Linked DNA regions of Mus musculus: regions 1, 2 and 3 are each linked to region 4. A link is a contact called in public Hi-C data. All regions are on one chromosome and are shown on one strand. The core of a region is the stretch at or near the end of the contact, and the rest is flanking DNA. Distances in the headings are between cores, read along the strand shown.

Region 1 (4,674 bases), core at 345-2,844, 190 kb after region 4:
GAGCCCCTTAGTCTATGTGGATTCTTGAGAACGGGGCAGTAATGACCAGAAATGTTCATGATGTAGCATAGGTGATGTGAACTGTGTATCCAGGGCTGGGGTGTAGATAATGGTAGAACCACTGCCTAGTACAATTACAACATTCTTGACAAAACCGTGTGTGTGTGTGTGTGTGTGTGTGTGTGTGTGTATCTGTCTGTGTCTTGCACCTCTAGTACTCTATGGTGAATCTGTAGCTAAATGTTACATAATATACACCATCTGAACACTGTCTCAAAGTATTTTAATTGCTTCTTATCACAAGTTACAGCTGCCCCCAACACAATGTGATGCCTTAAGTAAGGAGAGATAGGAGCTGAGCTGTACCAGAAGTGGAAACCAAAGCCTGGGGTTCAAATATGGGAGTCCTGAATCACACTGGGGCCCAGACTGGGTGGAACCTTTCAGATTACCTCATATAGGCACACAATGCTTTTTAAGTGGAGGCTGGAGAAATGTCTTTGCTATGAGGTGTGTGTGTGTGTGTGTGTGTGTGTGTGAAATGTTTTTCCTTATCAGCAAGAATATGAAGTGGATAAGTTATGCTAAATGCAGGTAAAAATAACATCAAAATGACTTAATTCATTAAAACCTCTGAAACTAAATATGCTGGACATGGTAAGATTGATAATGTAGCCTTAAAATCCTCAATAAATATGGTTTACCCTCCACTTGAATAATACTTGTGTACCAAGACCAATCCTAAAATCTGTTGCAGCTGGTATTTCATGCCATCCCCATGATATCCCTCTAACAGCACCATGATTATCCCCATGTTGTAGTCAAGGAAAACAATGCAGAGAGTTCACACAAATGCACACTGCTCAGACGCATGCTTGCTAAGGGCCTTCCACAAATGGATAACGATTACAGTAAGCTGGAAAAGGAACATCTAACTATCCGTGTGACCAATAGAAGCGAGACACACCTGAAGAACAAAAGTCGGTTTCTCCATCAGATTTCATTTGGAATCTGGTCCTACTACACAGATAATTCCAGTTATGAAAGTTAAAATAAGATCTTTATATATAAAGCCAGCCAACAAAAACATTTTGCTTTCTTTTCTGGTACTGTTAGTGAGCCACACTTTGAAATGCTATCAATGGTCTGTAATATTTGTGTTTGCTTCTTTATTCTTTTATTTGCCCATCAAATAGCCTTCAAGAGTTTTGTGTTTGCCTCATAGTCTTTATTACATCTTAATTTTATTCCACAACAGTCCCAAAATTTAATTAAAAATTAAAGCATATCTAGACCCTAATATCTTAAGCCAAACCTCATGGGCAAAAACTAAAATCGAACAAACTCCAGTACATTTGAAATCCCCATTGTACTATGCTTAGATGCACATCTCCGATGTCACATGTCCAGAATCTCACATGTCTCTCAGATCATAACTGTGCACCATCTCCAACTGCGGTGTTAACATCAGTAATGTTGAATCCCAACTTTAATAAAAAAGCAAATTGTAAACCCACTTAAAGCAACTGCCTCCTTAAGCAATGTCAGAAATATTTAGTCTGCAATGCTGAGCAGACTGCGAGCAAGCTGTAGCCAAAGGAGGTCAGTGCAGAGATGTGCCAGCACGTCCAAGCTGCCAAAATACATAAGAACATGTGTAGAACAAAGCGTTGTAAGTTGAAGGTTTTAACTCTCATAAAAAGCTAACTCTCCCACATCCACTTACACCTCTTTTTGTTCAAGAAAAAACCAGGGCATGGGCATTGACTGGGGCCACCTAATGGAAATATTTATTCAACAGCGACCTTTCTGTTTGTCTCGGCTCCTTGGACATTCTGTTTTAATAAGCATTTGTGATTTTAATCCACACAGCATCTTACTATTTTCCAAAAATTCTTGGATACTCCTTGAGCTATTTCACAACTAGAAATGGGCGTTCACTTGGAACTTGCTCTAGAAACATCCCCCGGGATTCCTCTGTGTGAGTTGAGCAGCATGTGTTGGAAGACATTACTCTTCTTGTTGTTGTTGTTGTTGTTGCTTAATACATTCTATGCTAATAGTAAAATGCCTGTGCTCCCATCCTTTTCTATAATCATGGCCTAATACTTGTGTGTGTACTTAAGTTACCTGGTACCCTTCTGCATCTCAGGCTATGGACATCACACCCAGGGTCTTGCACATGCTAGGCTAGTATTCTACCCCTGCAGCTACATCCCTAGCACTTGCCTGGCATCTTTCTATGCATACTCTCCATTCTCTGGAGATCTAGAGTGTGGTGTCCTTCTCTCTCAGACAGCATCAGAGCAGAGAGCAGTGAGGACTCCAGGCTGTGAAACCATTTAGTAAGAAGACTTGAGTAAGCCATTCATCTCCTTGGTCAGTTTCCTTACCTGCAAAATTAGAAAATTAGACAAGGGCATCTCTCAGATCCTCAGTTCTGATTACATGATGTTTATAAAACTCTCCAAAGAATCCCTGGGAAGGCTCTTCTTTCAGACATAGATATTTTAAGAATAACAGCAAAGTGACTACTATGTGCCAGGACACATCCTATGACCTCTCTTCTTCAGTAGCACTCAGTGTTATTGGGTCAGTGCCAAAGAGATGCCAGGTAATCTAACTAGATTGAGTTAGCTTCTAATGTGTTAAGATGACCCTTTATTTTGTATTAAAATGAAACAACTTCTACTTTCACTAAATAAATTACATATGATTAAGGATAGGTGGTTCAAAAGAAAAAATTATTGCTGTTCCTAGGCATCTGTTCTTCTAACTCCGGCTGTCCTGGGGGGAGATGATTATTATTTATGTTCATTAGGTTGATGATCTATATCAAAGAACATGGGGGTTGTATGCAGCTCTCCGTGATTCATCCATTGTGGCCACTGTAGACAGCAAACCAACTTATACTCATTTCTAGGGCTCATCTTCTCAAATATGACATTCTATGACTACACTGTCGAGTTGGTCAAATAAAAGTACAGGAGATCTAGATAATTATAATTCTTTAGTGGAAATCTGCATCAAACATTTCCAGAAGCATACCTGAATTAAAACAATGTTGTTTATCTAAAATTCTAACTTAAGCAGACATCCTGTGTTCTTACCCAGTATATTTGACATTCTAAAACTTAATGATAGAATCTCATTCTCTGTGCCTTCAGTCAGTAATTTAACAATGGGTTAACCCACCAGTAAAGTTAGAGACTTTGTGGTTCAGTCACCTTTCAATAGCTCCACCCTCTGGACACCACACTTTTAATCACATAAACCTATGAGGTGAACCCTTCGGGTGTAAACTGTAACACAGTTTATCTGTGACGTCAGTAACTTCTATCCTCCATGTATCCTTGTATCCTAGCTTCTAAAAATGATCTAGAAGAGATTGTTTATGCTATTTCCTCTTTGACATAAAAAAACAAGTTCTTGTTCTTAACAAGTCACCATGGAGCTGAGTTATTCTTGGAATTTATAGTCACTCCTTCTTGAAAACTACTGATGTGTCAGATCTGACATTGGCTCATTTTCCTATGCACAGAGAATGCATGCTTTGTGGCCATCTTAGCTTCATAACAAAGATACAGTGACAGTGCACCTGCCAATCAGGAGTGGCTGTGCACAAGTCATGAGGCTCACTTTCGCTGACACGGATGTCTCTCCACAATAGGACAAGGCACATTGGTTTAAGAAATGAATTTGAAAAAAATGCAGATTAAAACCTCAATTAATATCCTCTCTCACTCATCAGGATGGCTGCTGTCAAAAAACAAATGCAAAAACCTATCAAGTATTGATGCAGACAGGGCAACATTGAGATCCTTTTGTGCTGTTGACAAGAGTATAAAGCAGTGCAGTCGATATGTAAGTGTGTGTGTGTGTGTGTGTGTGTGTGTGTGCATGCCTGTGTGTGTGTGTGCATGCCTGTGTGTGTGTGCATGCATGTGTGTGCATGTGTGCGTGTGTGCATGTGTGTATATATGTGTGTGTGTGTGTGTGTGTGTGTGTGTGCCATAGTTTTCACCTACAGCCTACATGTCATCTTACTATAAGTTACTAATTAAATAGTTGGTTTAGTGTGTTGTTTAGAAAAATGACAAGAAATACTATACTCTCAGCAAGATGCAATTTTAAAAATAATTTTGATCTCTGTGTGCTTTGAATAAAAATGACTCAGAGGCTTAAATATTTGAATGCTTACTCACTAGGGAGTCGAACTCTTTGAAAGGATTAGAAGGCTTAAGAGGTGTGGCCATTTTGGAGGAAGTGTGCCACTGCCATTGGGCCTGAGATTTCAAAAGTTGCCAAGCCCAGTCTCTCCCTTTCTCTCCCTCTCTCTTCCTCTTCTTCTCCTTTTCCCTCTCCCTCCCTCCTTCCATCTCAACTCTCTTTCTCCCTCACTCCCTCTCTCTATATTCTTTCTCTCTCCCTCACTCCTTCTCCCCCCTCTCTCTCTGCCTGTGGATCCCAACTATTAACTATGTCTCCAGTTTTGCCTATGTGCCACCATCCTCCCAACCATGATGACAATTGACTAAACCTCTGAGCCCGTAAGCCCACAATTAAATGCTTTCTTTTGCAAGAGTTGTCTTGGTCATAGTGTTTCTTCATAGAATTAACAGAGTGATGAGACATTTGATTCATTCTATACAAACATAATTTATAGATATGGAG
Region 2 (5,220 bases), core at 1,362-3,861, 140 kb after region 4:
GCATCCTCATGCACACACACACACACACACACACACAATTTTATATTCTACCTCCTTAAGACTGTTGCAGGAACTGAGTTATAGATGTCTGAAGATAGTGTTCTGAGGATCCTATCATTTGAGCACTGATACATGAATGCATAGCAAAAGAAAACAAAAATACATGGATAAAGGTATTGAGAGCTAAAATAGGTAGGTTCCTCTGAAACCTTTCCAGCAGTAACACTTTAACTGACAGCTGTCTGCCCTACCCCTCAGCTCCATCCCTTTCATTCTGTTTGATTTCATTATGAGATTGAAAAGTCCTTGCGCACATGTGCTTATTCTTCTGATGTAACGCTTAGCATGTTCCATTAGTGAACACCAAGCTCCTAGGAAGATATAGGTCTTGCGACTTGACCAGCAAGCTGAAGTTGAGCTTAGTGAGCATGCCTCTGGTTGTTCTTCGAATAGATTTTATATTAGAACTATGTCCTAGTCTATTTTAAGTTACAGATTATATTCACATTAATATCATATTGGTAGTGTGTTAGTGTTGTCTGGGAGGTGTTTCTAAAAGTATTAGCAATACAGAATTGTGTCTTTACACCTGGTCTTTCTGATAACTTTGGCAACATTATTTTCCTATAGTGCTAGAGACAAAACTCAGGGCTTCATGTTTCCTAGACAGGTACTCTGTTGAGCACCAGGCCTCACCCTGGTAAAAGTTTTGAAGGATTTTCTTTAAGTATTATCCCTGACACTCAATCACCCAGGAAATATTTGTTGAGCATTTACTTTGGACTCTTTTCAGTACTGGAACTACAGCTAAGGTCCCTGAATCCGAGATCTCTGTATTAGCTGAGAAAAAGAAAAGTGTACAATACATACAGACAAATAAATGAATGTACAAATGTACAGAGCAGGAAGACACTACAATGAAGCTAAAATAGGACATGTGTTACCTGTAATAATTTACATGTCTAACTATTGCATGTTACATGTTTGAGATTAAATGCAATCTCAAGCTTACAGTTTGAAAGTGTTACCATTTGAGAATAAAATGTCCTTCCAAGGGTTCATGTGTGTAAACACCTGGTCCCCATACGTTGGCTCTGGCTTAGGAGCCTTTAGGAGGTGAGACCTGGCTAGTAGAGGCCCTTCACTGAGAGCGGGCCTTTGAAGCTGTAGTCAAGCCTGCTCTGGTTTTCCTCTCTGCTTCCTGATGTGTAAAAAGCTGTGCTACAATGTCCTGCCACAGCAGACAGGGACGTTCCCAGCCACTGTACCTTGTCCACCATGAGGAATGGTGTCCCCTCCTCCTTACAGTTACTAGTAAAACGGTGGATGCATACAGCGACAGTGAGTCTGCGTGGCATTGCTTTCTCCAGTTGTTCAGGGATGTGCTCTCAGGTGAATCAATTTCTAAGTTAAGACTTGGAGCATAAGAAGGGAGACTCAGGGAAGGGGCTGCTTCAAAGACCCTGCCATAGGAATGACCCTCTAACGTCTGCAAGATAGAAAGGAGATGCCCATGACCTCAGAGATTGGAGGGAGGAAGCAGGGAGCTATGGAATTCCAGATAGACAAGGGTCAGGATGGGGGGCCTTCTAGGCCATGATGAACTTTATCCTAAAATTATGAGTTTATTCTAAGAAGCACGTCACAGCTGGAGGGTCAAAGAATAACTATAAGAAAGAACAGTTCACAACTGGGCGAAGGATGGTTCTCTGTGTCCCCTTAGCTCTGTGATCAACTGCCATCTGGCTCGTGCTGTCTTTGCTCTTCTGATAATGATCCAGCAAAGGTCAACATGTCCATGGTGAGCTTGGGTCTTCTGTACTCTGTTTTTCCTCAGTGTCGATCAGCCCAGCTGCCTACACTTCTTCTGTGGGTATGCTTTTTCCTTGAGTTCCATATTATTGCCAGTTCAAAGCTCTCTCTTCAGTCTCCTTCATAGGCTTCTCTTTGCTTTCCGTGGTAAGTGCTCTGCAGTAAAATGTTTTTAACCTTCATTTCTTTTTACTTCACATGCAACAAGACCAGGCAAATTACTTCTACACTATAGTACTTCCATATGCTAATGATATGCTAATGATGCTCATCCTGCAGGTTCATCCCAGGTCTCCATCCTAAGCTCTGTGTATATGGCTGTCCCATCTGCCACCTTTACAAAGATGTCTCTGGGTACTACAAATTCAGCAACTGCCAGACTGAGTCCATAAGCATCACTCCAAAGCTGGCCTCTCAGCCTGTGCTCCCTGACTTAAGAAGTGTACCGTATATAGTATGTTGATCAAGCTAGGAACCTAGATCTCACACCTGCCTCTCTCGCTCACTCTGCATTATTCAGGATCTTTCTACCTTCCCAAGTCGTTTTTGCTCAACTGCCTTTCCTCTCTTCCCGACACAACTGCATCAAGATCTTCCCTCACCCCTTACAGGTGACAGTGGCACACTCTTTAACTTGTTTTCTTACCCCAGACCCACTTCTTTGCTGTCCGTGTCTCATCTTACAACTAGGACAATTATTTCTAACATGCTAAACTTTGTTTTCTCCCTGCTTACATTCCTCAGTGGTTAGTTATCGGCCCTAGCCCTCAAAGTGCCAAACATGATCTTGTAGTCCTCCATGATCTGGTTCCGCCTGCCTCTGTTTCGAAACTGATTTCTCGTACCTCTCTGTAATCATACATTCAACCCTAAGGAACTAAAAAACCATTTGATGCTTCCTGCCAGGACTATGTCTCCTTTTTCTCAGAGCTCTTTGCTTATAAGGCATTGGGATCACACATCATTCCTACTTGACAGGTCTATGGCTTTGTTTCCTGTTTAAATTCTACAAAAAACAAGACAAAAGCCTGCCTCATGCAGCTGGTTCAGAGGTTAAGAGTTCTTGCTGCTTTTAAGAGAACCAGAGTTGGATTCTAGCACCCAGGTAGCTTGTGACCACCTGTAACTCCAACACCAGGAAGTTAAAGTCTTTTTCTTACTTCCACACACAGAGGTACACTTTCATATACATAATTAAAAATAAAATAAATCTATTTTTAAAGAAGAATGACTTCCGATAGCACAAGTAGATTCAAGATGGGTGAATTCCACTAATCACTTTCAGAAGGACAACGGAACTACAGATGAATTCAACTGGCCAGAGAGCTGGGGTATTAGTTCCTTGTTTCATTGCCCTGGCAAAATACCTGGCAAGAAGCAATTTAGTAGTGAAAGATATATCAGAGGTCAAGGGAATTCAGTCCATCCTGGCATGCAAAGTACAGAGTGAAAGGCAGCTGGTCACACCATGCCCAGTCAGGAAGCGGAGAACGAGCAGGAAGTAGGGCCAGTTATCAAACCTCATAGTGTGTCACCCATAGTGGCCCAGCTCTACCAGCAAGGCATCGATCGCCTCCTAAACATCCCACAACGCTCCAAAGCACTGCCATCTACCGGAAACCACATGTTCTGAGACATGAGCCTTTGGGGAATAGTTCATATTTAAAACCTAATAGTGAACAAGGAATGTGAGGCCAAGTTCCACTTTCATAGTCTAAGGCAGAATGATGTGATGGCAGATGCCATGATCCTATGGAGGGAAACAATCATCCTAGAGGAACCACATAGGCAAGAGTATAAGGCAATCAGCGCTTTACCCCTTCTGTATCCAAGCAGACACACAGATGAACAGCTGTCTCAAGCACTGGGTAACCCTCCTGCCCACAGATCTTAGTAAACTGTAAGTTCCCAGAGCCTAGCCTAGGAAAAGGAGCAGAGACATGTGTTGTTAGACTTAAGGGAAAATTCTGTGAGACTCTTTGGTGATAGGAGTATAAAGTTATTGAAGTTAAAAGAAAAGGAGTTTTGCACCTGTGAGTTGTGAGCCTCATTTTTATAGCACCCCCACCCCCAAAAAATCATTCCATTTTCTCTAATGAAACTATAAATGCTTTATGGTAATATGTTGCTAGCAGAAGGCTAGTCACAGGTAAACAGTGGAGCAAAAAGGGAAGCCAGCGAGAGGGGTTAGTCAGTATGGTGCTTGCTGCAAATGAGTGACAATCTGAGTTAGTTCCGAGGACCTACATTGTACAAAGGAAAACTGAACATGGTATTGTTTTTCTCTCATCTCAGCACTGAGGACCTAGAGATAGGAGTATCCGGAGTTACCTGCGCAAGCCTATCCAAATCAGTGAGTTTCAGACCCAGCGAGAGGCTGCCTTCGAAAATATAGTAGACAGTGAATGAGGAGGGCACCAAACATGAACCTCTGTATGCACACACAGGTACACACATGTATATACACACATATGTATACACACAAGCACACACACATGTACACACACACAGAGAGATCAGACATACACTAAGTACTTGTTACAATGTATCTGTAAAGAGCCCAGTAGGTAGTGTGCATTTAACCATGAGCCTTCTTCATTCATTCTTGTTCGTGTGTGCATGTGAGTGTGTCTGCATATGTATATGTGAGTATATAGGATGCATATGGAGGTCAAAGGATACCCTGCCAATGTCAGTTGTTTCCTTCCACCACGGGTGCTGTTGGGACTGCAGCAAGCTTGCCAGGCTCTGTGGCAAGCACCTTTCAGTGCTGAGCCATCAGAACAGCCCACCATTCACATCACCTGTGCTCCCCTCAATCCGAATCTTACACTCACACAGCGGAACACCATTCACTTAACTCTTGCCAATGTAGAATATAGCAATGGTTTCAGGAACAAGCGAAAAATCCAGAAGCCAGAAAATTAGAGCTACTTCTGCCCTAATCTCTCTGCCAAGGTCTTTTTCTACACAGTCAATAAAACAACTGCAGCATATGGGTAGTGTACAGCCACAGACACAAATGAGAGTCGTGTATTTCACAGATATAAACCCTGAGTCAAGCCAGGGCCTGATTCGTGAGTCCACCAACTTCTATTTATTTATTTATTTATTTATTTATTTGCATTTTCATTTTTTATTGGATATTTTATTTATTTACATTTCAAGTATTATCCCCTTTCCCAGTTTCTCCCCCGGAAACCCTCTATCCTATCGCCCCCCCTCCTTCTATCCACCCACCTACCCACTCTCACCTCACCACCCTGGCATTCCCCTACTCTGGGGCACCAAGCCTTCACAGGACCAAGGCCATCTGCTACATATGCGGCTGGAGCCATGGGTCCCTCCATGTGTACTCTTTGCTGGTTAATCCCTGGGAGCTCTGGGGGATCTGGTTGGTTGGTATCG
Region 3 (4,845 bases), core at 746-3,245, 160 kb after region 4:
ACTGGGACTCTGCATGTCTGTCTGCTGCCCACATAACCAGCATCCCAGAGCCCATGGAGCCACCACCCCTCTAAGGCTTTGTTGCTTTCTTGAAGCAGACAGAAATAGTGAAGTTTGCCTTCTCTACACTGAACTCTCTTCACAGGAAAAAAAAACTTAGAACTGAGAAAGCGGGGAAGAACTGGGAGAAGTAGAGGGAAGGCAAGCTATAGTCAGAATATATGATATAGAAAAACTCTAATTTTAATCATCACCATCTCAGAGCTGACTTCTAAAGTGAGGGCTGGAAAGATTGCTCATTCAGAAAGGTGCTTGTCCCTCAAGTACGAGAAACTGAGTTTGATCCCCGGAATCCACATAAAAGCCTGGGTATAATGATACTCATTTTAATCCCAGACCCAAAAGGCTTGCTATCCAGTCAGTCTAGCCAAATCTGTGAGAGGCCCTGTCTCAGCAAGGCATATGCACCTGAGTAACACTACCTAATGTTGACCTCTGACCTCTACGCTAGCACACATACATAGAGAGGCAGAGACAGAGACAGAGAGAAGCATACACACAGAGACAAACACAACACAAACTTACACACATACATAAATAAGCATACAAGATATACAAGAGATATACAAGGATTTATACTCACAGGCATATATATAGAGAGACATATATATACAGAGAGAAAGGAGAGAGAAACATATACATACACAGAGAGAGACATACATGGCATACATCCATACAGAGACATACAAAGAAAGAAAGAAAGAAAGAAAGAAAGGAAGAAAGAAAGAAAGAAAGAAAGAAAGAAAGAAGAGAGAAGAGAGAGAGAGAGAAAAAAAGAAAGAAAGAAAGAAAGAAAGAAAGAAAGAAAGAAAGAAAGAAAGAAAGAAAGGAAGGAAGAAAGAAAGAAAGAAAGAAAAATATACACACGTAGACATAGACATACATATATGCATAGACATACATGTATGCTTGAGAAGAGGAGATGAAAGAGCAAGAGATTTTTATTTTTGAATTCAAAAAAGTAAAACGGTGTCTTGTGCCTGCAATCCCAGCATTCAGAAGGCCGAGATACGAAAGAAAATCAGAGTTCACGAAAGAAAATCAGAGTTCAAGGCCAGCCTGGGCTACAGAGCCAGACTCTGTCTGAAACTGAACAATGCACACAATAATTAATTTCCATGTGAAGGAGTCACTTTATCAAAACTGAGCAAAACAAAACTTAAAATGATACCTCACAGCAATTCACACGGTGATACAGAGGGAAAAAATTAGCTTCTCAAGGTGAACTTAACATTTTACTTCTGAGAATAAGATGTTTCCTGTTCCCTTGTTGTGTTCCAGATAAGCTGACTCAAATCTGAACAAAGCAACGTATTGTTTCTCTGCCATAAGCACACTCATACTTGATGGGAAACTTAAAATCCAATGGCCTAACAATTAGCAGATTGATCCGGTTTGTCCCAAGACTTGGGGAACTGAGGCAAGAGGCTCACAGAGAGTTCAAGGCCAGCCTGTACCACTTAGAGGGACTCTGTCTCAAAAATCCAAAGCAGAACAGAAAACAGATGCATTCAGTATGAGCATTCAGTGTAGCAGAAACAGAACCATGAGGGAAAAGAGAAAAAAGATAAATTTGTCTCAGTTTACAGAATGAATATACATTGCATGTAAGATATTTGAATCTCAAAATTAAAAACAAAAAAATTAGTACATCACAGTTCTGCATCATTTATAAACAAATGATTCCAGTAAGTGGGTGTCCAAGGATACTCTGCACTCCAGCAGCTTGAGAGGAACAGGGAGAGGCCCTGACCTGATCCTGCCTCCAGCCTCACCCTCAAGAAGGTGTTCTCTACCTGTGTGCAGTCATGCTGTAAGAGGGAGGGGGTTGCCAATGCCCAGGTGGGCTTGTAGGCATGACTGCTAAGCACAGTGCCCAGGGATCGAGCCAGTTGCTTCATTTCTTCACGCCCCAGAGCCCTCATTTATAACAGGAAGGGAAAAGTTCTACTGGTCTCATAAACAACCTAACTACGAGGAGGGTGTGTGCCAACACACAAGGAAATCATCCCAGCTCTCTACTTTGAGATAGACTTTTGCTTTATCCAGTTATTGGGTCTGGATGCAAGGTTCTGTTTGAAAGAGAGATTCTACTTCCTGCCTTTAAAAGGTTTTGGAGAGCCCACTGATCAAAAAGACTATTTTTCTTGGCATGTGGGCTGATGGTCTGCAATCTTTGTGCTTGGGAGGCTGAGGCAGGAGAATTGCCTGGACTAGAGGACAGGTATGTGTGGACAAACAGGGTTTCAGTGAGACCCTGTCTAAGAAAAAAACAAAATAAATTATTTTGCAACTTAGAATCATGCTCATCTATTTGTCCTTTGGCCCAAAGCCAGGTCCCTCCTCCTCCCGCCTTTCCTCCCATTAACCCTGAACTCTAAATATTAAGGCCTCATTGCTCTCCCTTCCCCAGCCCTGGATCCCTGTGGTACAGTGGGCTAATGAGATAAGGATGATGTCATTATAATTGCAGAAACTATTTCATGATAATCTTTTGTTTTTCTCTTGCTAACTTTCTAAAGGGAGAAACACTTTATTAATTATCTGAGCGCTGGCAGCCTTTTGGAAGTAAACTCTATATGAAGGCTACTGCTATTAGCCACACTGGATGAAGCACTTGGGGATTAAAAGCGTTATGTAAATGTTTACACATGATTATGACATGGCCCCAGCTTCATACTGGGAGGGCACAAACAGCCCAGATAGAAGCATGAAGTCCCAGAGAGGCGGTGGATTTTTTTTCTCTTACAAGGTATGAAATTGTCTTTTAATTTTAGCATAAAGATAGTCACACTTTTGAAGAGTGTCATTCACAGCCATTAGGATGATATTTATGACTGCGAAAGGAAGCAGCTGGACACTGAGGGTTAACTGACTATTTTAAGAACTGGGGTGGGGAGCACGGAGAAGAGGGACGGAGAGGAGAAATTAAAATGGAGTGACAAGAACGTTTAACAATAAGAGCAGCAGCTCCCAAAAGCAGACTCAGTATGTCTCTCTCTGATGCTGAGATAGATTCATTCTCTCTCTCTCTCTCTCTCTCTCTCTCTCTCTCTCTCTCTCTCTCTCTCTCTCTCTCTCTCTCTGTCTCTCTCTGTCTCTCTCTCTCCCACATCTCTCTCATTTTATTTTGTTTTAATATTTGGTGAGTTCTACCTAACACGTGGGGAAGTGTAATCCCTACCCCACCCCACCACCTGCAGGTTTCAGGAGAAGGCACTTGTGATCGCTCACTGGATCACATCTAGTACTCCTAAGGGATGCCTCTTGCTGGGTAGTGTGACCTAGGAAGTCCTCTTCTCTTGGGTAGTGCTGTGGGGATTCAAACCCAGCACCTCACTTATACTACTCAAGAGCTCAGCAACTCTAGGACTAAGCTTTTTCCAGCCTCTAAACTTCTTTCCAATGAAGAGGCCGCTGTGAGGGTCTCCGTCTGCTCTTGGTGCACAGGAGAATTTGATTCGTCCAAGCTGTTTCTCCATGTATGGTAATGATCTGAAATTTTCTTTTTAAAATTAGAGTAAGAAATAGAGGGAAATTGTTACACAAGAAGGATATTCATGGCTCATGGCTCTAACGAAACCGTTGACAGCCTGAGTGCCTGGACCGGATGATTTCAAGGTTGTCTGCCTCAGGATCCTGTGAGGACAGGTGACAGGGGCAAGCGTTCCTGCCATAGCTGCTGAGAAGCATTAGTAAGAGTGAAAATCCCCCAGAGAAGACCGAGCCCAAGCCCAGGAGGCTGTGCTCAAGAAAATAAGAATTCCATGTACTAAGAAAGAAATCCCTCACCCTGTCAGTACAGAAGGGTTAGCCAGGAACCATGGACACCACAGGAAAACAGTTCTGTGTTTGTTCAAATGCTTGCTTCCACTGTGCATGCATATGTGCGTGCGTGCGTGCGTGCATATGTCTGTGTGTCTATTTCTGTAGGTGTGTGTCTCTGTGTCTCTGTGTGACTGTGACTGTGTCTCTGTGTGTGTCTGTGTGCCGGTTTCTGTGTGTATCTGTGTGATTGTGTGTGTCTGTGTGATTGTGATTGTGTCTGTGTGATTGTGACTGTGTCTCTGTGTCTCTGTGTCTGTTTCTGTGTGACTATGTGACTGTGGCTGTGTGTGGCTGTATGTGTGCTGCCACAGCACTTGTGTGGAGGTCAGAGGACAGCTTGCAAGATTCTCTTCTCTCCTTAGCCATGGGGGTTCCAGAAATCAAAGACTTGGCAAAAAAAGAAAAAAAGGAAAAAAGGGGGGAAAAAGTGCTTTTACCCACTGGGCCATCTCAGGGACCTGATGTTTGATTTTAAATTAAGGAAGGACAGGAAGGGAAAGTTGGTAGACATTCTGACATTTTCACCTCATCTTTAGAGATTGTGCATGTCCCTTTTGTGTTATTTAAATAGAGAAAGAATGCGGGCTTGAGGGGCTAGGGAGAGGGAAATACTGTAGGAAATTGACACCAGAAAACACAGTAAATTCGAGCTTGTTAGCAGTATGGCTCGAGATTATTTTTTAAAAAACAAACCCTAGCAGTAATGCAGTTTGCGCCTCGGAGGGAAGCTCTAAACCTGGTATTGGTGTCCCAGACTGAAGCGGGGAGAGACAGAAAGAAAGCAGCCTCGTCAGTCTTCTGAAGGGAATGTGAAAGGAGATCTCGGAGGCAGGAGAATCCCCCCAAAGGAGGAGAAGGCTACAGCCCGCGGTAATCTGTAAATGATTGCTCCTAAAGTCTGGAAGCTTCAAGCTTGAGCCCTGTTTGTTCCAAAAGAAAGCCGAGGAGGACGGAGTT
Region 4 (5,269 bases), core at 1,142-3,641:
TAGTTTGTCAAAGTTACCACAGTGATTAAGTGGTTAAACTGCCTTTTGAACCTAGGCAATAGACTGCAGATGCCTCACTTTAACCACTATGTGTACCAGGCCCTTGTGTTTCTTAGGGGAAAAAATTAAGAACTCAGACACTCCACCATGTCTTCATCTCTGAAGATAGAACATGTAGGTTAGAGAGACAGGAAGAGGTAGGAGAGGGGAAAACTGTAAAAGAAGTGAGAGAGAACCAAATCACAATGTTTGGCTGGAACTAAAGAAGAAAAACCAGGATGTAGCAGCCTTATCATGAAGGGTGTGGCTAAGTGTATTAGTGTCCACTCACATAACACCATAGTTACTTCTTCATTGACACCAATTCTCTATGCTAGAGAGAGAACATGAAGCTCGGAAAGGATCCTAGACATTACTTTGCCTTTCCCCCTTTCTCTTTTCATCTCTGTGGTAGTGCTTACCCATGCCGAATGTCTCTCATGCCTCAGTGCTGCCCCATTCTCTCCTTCCTAGGATATTTCTGCAAACTATGCTGACTACCAGTCCTCGTTCTTTCCAATCTATTGTCTATAATCCATCTTGAAGGATATTGTGAAAGTATAAACTTGGTACTGCCTGAAACCTAGTGATGACTTCCTAGTGTCCTAGCAGGAACCTCCCATGATGCTCTTTCTCTACCCACTCTTATGTGTCCCTCTGTATTACAATCCCAATATCCCCTGCCTTCCTCTGAGAGAAGTCTTTTTCCTTTTACCTCTGGGTCTTTGTACTAGTTGGACTTTCAGCCTGTGGGGGTTCATACAAAAGTCTATCTGAAGAAATTCTGCTTTTTGTGTGAGTGTCGGAATATAATTCAGGAAACTAATCCCAGCTCATGTCATTGGATTCCACCAAACTTGTTCCTGCAAAGCACCCCAAACAATTCTTATCACAGCTCTAACTTACTTTGATTTAGAGATGGATTCTCCCATGGATTAGGTTGACTTGACACTCCTTGTGTAGGTTAGGATAAACTTGGTCTTCAGCCTTGGTCCCTAAGTGCTAGGATTGCAGACATACACCACCATGTCAAGTCTATCGTGGATTTCATCTGAAAACATCATATCACCATATTAATATCTTGGCGTTGTACTGGCTAGTTTTGTGTCAACTTCACACAGCTGGAGTTATCACAGAGAAGGAGCTTCAGCTGAGGAAATGCCTCCATGAGATCCAACTGTAAGGCATTTTCTCAATTAGTGATCAAGGGGGAAAGGCCCCTTGTGGGTGGTGCCATGGCTGAGCTGGTAGTCTTGTGATCTATAAGAGAGCAGGCTGAGCAAGCCAGGGGAGGCAAGCCAATAAAGAACATCCCTCCATGGCCTCTGCATCAGCTCCTGCTTCCTGACCTGCTTGAGTTCCAGTCCTGACTTCCTTGGTGATGAACAGCAGCATGGAAATGTAAGCCAATATAAACCCTTTCCTCCCCAACTTGCTTCTTGGTCATGATGTTTGTGCAGGAATAGAAACCCTGACTAAGATATGATATGCATGTATCATATATGTATTAGATTTTAAGTTCCTTAAAGGCATAAACTAGGTTTATCAAAAGTTCCCCAAGACATATAGTAGCAACATTATAGTATTTTTAAAATGCTCTGTCAGTTACCAACCATGAGAAAATCATGTGGTCACTAGGTCTTACTTTAAAATGTATAGAAAGAGTACGTGTAGGTCATCCTAGAATGCTCCACTCACTGGAAGTCACTGGGATAACTTGTATCCAAGGATCTGTTATGCTGATTGACCACACTCTCCTTTTTAAAGATTGACATTGTCTTCAGATACAATAGCTTCCCAAGTTTCTCCAGCATTCCATGTTCCCCTTAGTCTTACCAACCTGATACCAAAGGCATCAGAGCTTGAGCCAACTGATTACAGAGTTGTTTGTTTATGTAACTTGCTAATGCAGAGAATGCAGTCACATCTAAATGCTGTGTTCCAGAATCCTTGATAGTAAGAGAACTATTCTGTTGGTTAAAACATTATCCTATAAGTTGGGTACAAGTTGAGGTACCAGTGGCTTCATTGACTTTGAGGCCACGGTTCTTCAAAAAGATGAAAGGCTCACACTACATAGGAAGAAAAGCGATTTGTGGCTGTTGGTGATGATTAGGATAGAAAAGAAGGCTGAAGGAAAGAGACAAAACCACAAGTAAGTAGAAAAGACTTACAGATATCAGACACAAGAATGTAGAGCAAGATTAACAGCTTTGGAAGCAAAGGCTGTGTTTGGCCCACTGCCAAGTTTTGCAAATAAAGTTTTATTGGACTATAGCCATATTAATCTGTTTACATATCATCTGTGGCTGGTTTCACAATCCAAGGGCAAAGTTCAGTAGGTTAACAGAAACCACATGGCCTACAGAATCTACAATAGTTACCATCTGGCTTTATACAGAAGAAAAAAATACTGCTAGGGTGCCGAGAGAAATGACCAGTGGGAAGCACCCTTCCCTCGTTACAGAATCTCAACAGACATTTGCAAAACCTAGAGGTCAATAAGCAACCTCATGTGCAATACAACCATCATGCCTCCTTAATTCTGTGGGAAGACTTTGTTTGTTCATGAAGATTTCATTTGGGGGAGTGTTATATAGAACACTGGAGAAACAGCTGTGCTCCACATCTGGAACAAAGCAACATAACAGAGATCCACATCCAAAGAAGTGGGTCTATGCATCACAAGAGCCTAGTTATCAGCTCAGAATGCACAGAAAACTCCCTTAGAGGAACTTACCAGATAATGGATAAGTGGTACTGTCCCCAACACATCCTTTTCTGATGGTCATTTGCCTATCTTCATTCTTGGTGGTTGAGGGAACCAAGGACCAGCAACAAGAAGTACTCCCCTGAGAGTTGTGGAAAGTCACAATGAAAGCTATAATCTATGTATAAGGGATATCAAAAGCCAATCAAAACAGAAGTACTGCATTTTCAAGCAGAGTTAATATGCCTGCTGATTACATACAGGAGTAAAAAGCAAACAGAAAGATTTGCCAAGGTCTGAATTCTAGTTAAATACAGTCTTGAAGGTATTCGGAGTACAAAAATGAAAAGCAAAATGGTTCAAGGCCTGATTTTATATTTTTATGCATTTTGTCTCGTTTTGTAAGATAAGGTCTCATGTCACCCAGACTCTCCTCAAAGTTAAGTTATTTTGTACCTAAGGGTGGCCTTGAACTTCTGATTCTCTGCCTCCAGAGTGTTAGGATGAACACTACCATACCCAGTCCTGGGAAAGGAACCCAGGCAAGCATAGCACTAACTAAACCACACCCCAACTCTTAATCCACCATTGAAAGCCTTAGAAAATTCCACAGGTTCTTTCTCTTGGCTTGTACCTGGACCCTAGACACTCACTGCCAGTCAGGATAGGAAGGGTCCAGGTACCACTGATACCCTCTAGGTGATTGTGCAGTGCCACCAGCATTCAGCACCACGAGGATGATGCGCCTAACGTTGGGGGCACTTTAAGAAAGAGATCACACAAATGAGTAGTTTGGTTTTGAGATTTACCAGTGTAAACCTTTTCGTGTAACTACAGTAAGGACTCACCTAGAAGAGCAGAGCAGTTTTCAGAGAAAGTCAAGTCGCTGAAATGAGCTGGGGAAATAACTGAGCATTTTAGCCCTTATACGGTTAATAGTGGGATGATGTAGACAGCTGGCAAAGTGTGCTTAAGGACCTGGTTGGGGAAGCTAGCTGAGTGGAGCTTTCTTCATGTCCACAAACAAAAGGACACCTGGATGACATGTTGTCACAAAGGAGGCAGGAGTACAGTCGTACCCTGGTAAAATTTTTGACAGTTTGAAACCTGCCTTCAGAGAATGGCCAGGGAAGTTCTTTTTTGTTTTTATGAGAAAGACACCCTTTAGTCTTTTTTTGTTGGGTTGTTTGTTTGGTTGGTTGGTTTTGTTTTTTTGGTTTTTTGCTGTGTATGATAATTTTTCTTTTTTTTTATTAGATATTTTATTTATTTACATTTCAAATGTTATCCCCTTTCCTAGTTTTCCCTCCAAAAATTCCCTATCCCCTCCCCCTCCCCTCTGCTCCCCAACCCACCCACCTCTGCTTCCTGGCTCTGCCATTCCCCTATACTGGGGCATAAAACCTTCACAGGACCAAGGGCCTCTCCTCCCATTGATGACCGACTAGGCCATCCTCTGCTACATATGCACTTGGAGCCATGAGTCCCACTGTGTGTTTCCTTTGATTGATAGTTTAGTCCCAGGGAGCTCTGGGGTACTGGTTAGTTCATTTTGTTGTTCCTCCTATAGGGTTGCAAACCCTTTTGGCTCCTTGGGTACTTTATCTAGCTCCTCCATTGGGGGCCCTGTGCTCTGTCCAATGGATGGCTATGAGCATCCACTTTTGTATTTGTCAGGCACTGGCAGAGCCTCTCAGGAGACAGCCATATCAGGCTCCTGTCAGCAAGCTCTTGTTGCAGGTGAGGGAGGTTCTCATTCTCTCACCACCAATAAAGACGGACAATGCCTAGAATAAAGGCATGTCAACAAAGATCATAGTGCTTTATGAACAGCAAAAGGGCAGTGTGTGGGTTGATTACAGAATCCTCATTTAGTTTACTCTGAGCCTGATTTACCGACTGCCTTCTGAGGCAGTGAAATGCCTCCCTTCTCCACAGGGAATCATGTCAGGCTGACTGTGTTTGTGTATTGTAAAGTCTCTTTCTCTCCAGCAGGGTTAACTGTCACTCTCCTTTCGATGGCCACAGCAACACTACCTCAGCAGTGGTTGGCTTATTGGAAACAGTGTAACAACAACAGTAGCTTCTAGTACTTAGGGGAAAGAGTCAGGAAGGCCCTGAGCTGTTCATTAGAAAACAGAAAGTTCTAGGACAAATCAGAGAAAATGACCAGGGAGGCCATCCTTCAATGTTGAGAATGATTTGGAGAGACAGTCAGACAGACAGACAGACAGACAGACAGAAAAAATACCATTTATTATTTATAACATGCTGTCTACCATATTAAATGTAGTGTATACTCATTTAGTCCTCTCCATACCTCTACCAGATAGGGTTTATTTAATTTATTTTCACCTTTTTACTGAAAATAGTTTTCTTTTTTATTGGATATTTTCTTTATTTATATTTCAAATGTTATCCCCTTTCCCCTCCAGAAAACCCCTATCCCATCCTCTCTCCCCCTGCTTCTATGAGGGTGCTCCCCCACCCACCCATCCACTCCCACCTCACCTCCCTGGC

Evidence for each region. A called contact is a pair of places that touch in the nucleus more often than the background predicts.
Region 1: a Hi-C map of uterus shows a contact between it and region 4, with 2.5 times the contacts expected there. The contact joins two enhancer-like sites. A contact is called at or near these places in 3 of 484 Hi-C or Micro-C datasets (tail fibroblasts and uterus) and 1 of 115 datasets of contacts at active chromatin or transcription factors (heart atrium).
Region 2: a contact with region 4 is called in a Hi-C map of uterus, with 2.5 times the contacts expected there. The contact joins two enhancer-like sites. A contact is called at or near these places in 4 of 484 Hi-C or Micro-C datasets (the HL-1 cell line, tail fibroblasts and uterus).
Region 3: a Hi-C map of uterus shows a contact between it and region 4. The contact joins two enhancer-like sites. A contact is called at or near these places in 4 of 39 promoter capture datasets (the 3T3-L1 cell line, 3T3-L1-derived adipocytes and hippocampal neurons), 7 of 484 Hi-C or Micro-C datasets (the HL-1 cell line, cerebral cortex, cortical neurons and 3 more) and 2 of 115 datasets of contacts at active chromatin or transcription factors (heart atrium and vascular smooth muscle cells).

The regions. Positions count from the first base shown.
Region 1 is chr2:7,057,946-7,062,619 of GRCm38.p6, reverse strand. It overlaps a transcript of Celf2 not described here. Among named protein-coding and RNA genes, the nearest start is that of 5031426D15Rik, 130 kb to the right of the region's middle. Within about 2 kb of position 1,594, at least 25 of the 459 cell types and tissues checked have an H3K27ac peak or open chromatin away from gene starts, as enhancers often do. A contact at or near this core is called in uterus, where this site is marked.
Region 2 is chr2:7,098,977-7,104,196 of GRCm38.p6, reverse strand. It overlaps a transcript of Celf2 not described here. Among named protein-coding and RNA genes, the nearest start is that of 5031426D15Rik, 170 kb to the right of the region's middle. Within about 2 kb of position 2,611, at least 3 of the 459 cell types and tissues checked have an H3K27ac peak or open chromatin away from gene starts, as enhancers often do. A contact at or near this core is called in uterus, where this site is marked.
Region 3 is chr2:7,081,486-7,086,330 of GRCm38.p6, reverse strand. It overlaps a transcript of Celf2 not described here. Among named protein-coding and RNA genes, the nearest start is that of 5031426D15Rik, 160 kb to the right of the region's middle. Within about 2 kb of position 1,995, at least 5 of the 459 cell types and tissues checked have an H3K27ac peak or open chromatin away from gene starts, as enhancers often do. A contact at or near this core is called in uterus, where this site is marked.
Region 4 is chr2:7,243,478-7,248,746 of GRCm38.p6, reverse strand. It overlaps a transcript of Celf2 not described here. Among named protein-coding and RNA genes, the nearest start is that of 5031426D15Rik, 320 kb to the right of the region's middle. Within about 2 kb of position 2,391, at least 20 of the 459 cell types and tissues checked have an H3K27ac peak or open chromatin away from gene starts, as enhancers often do. A contact at or near this core is called in uterus, where this site is marked.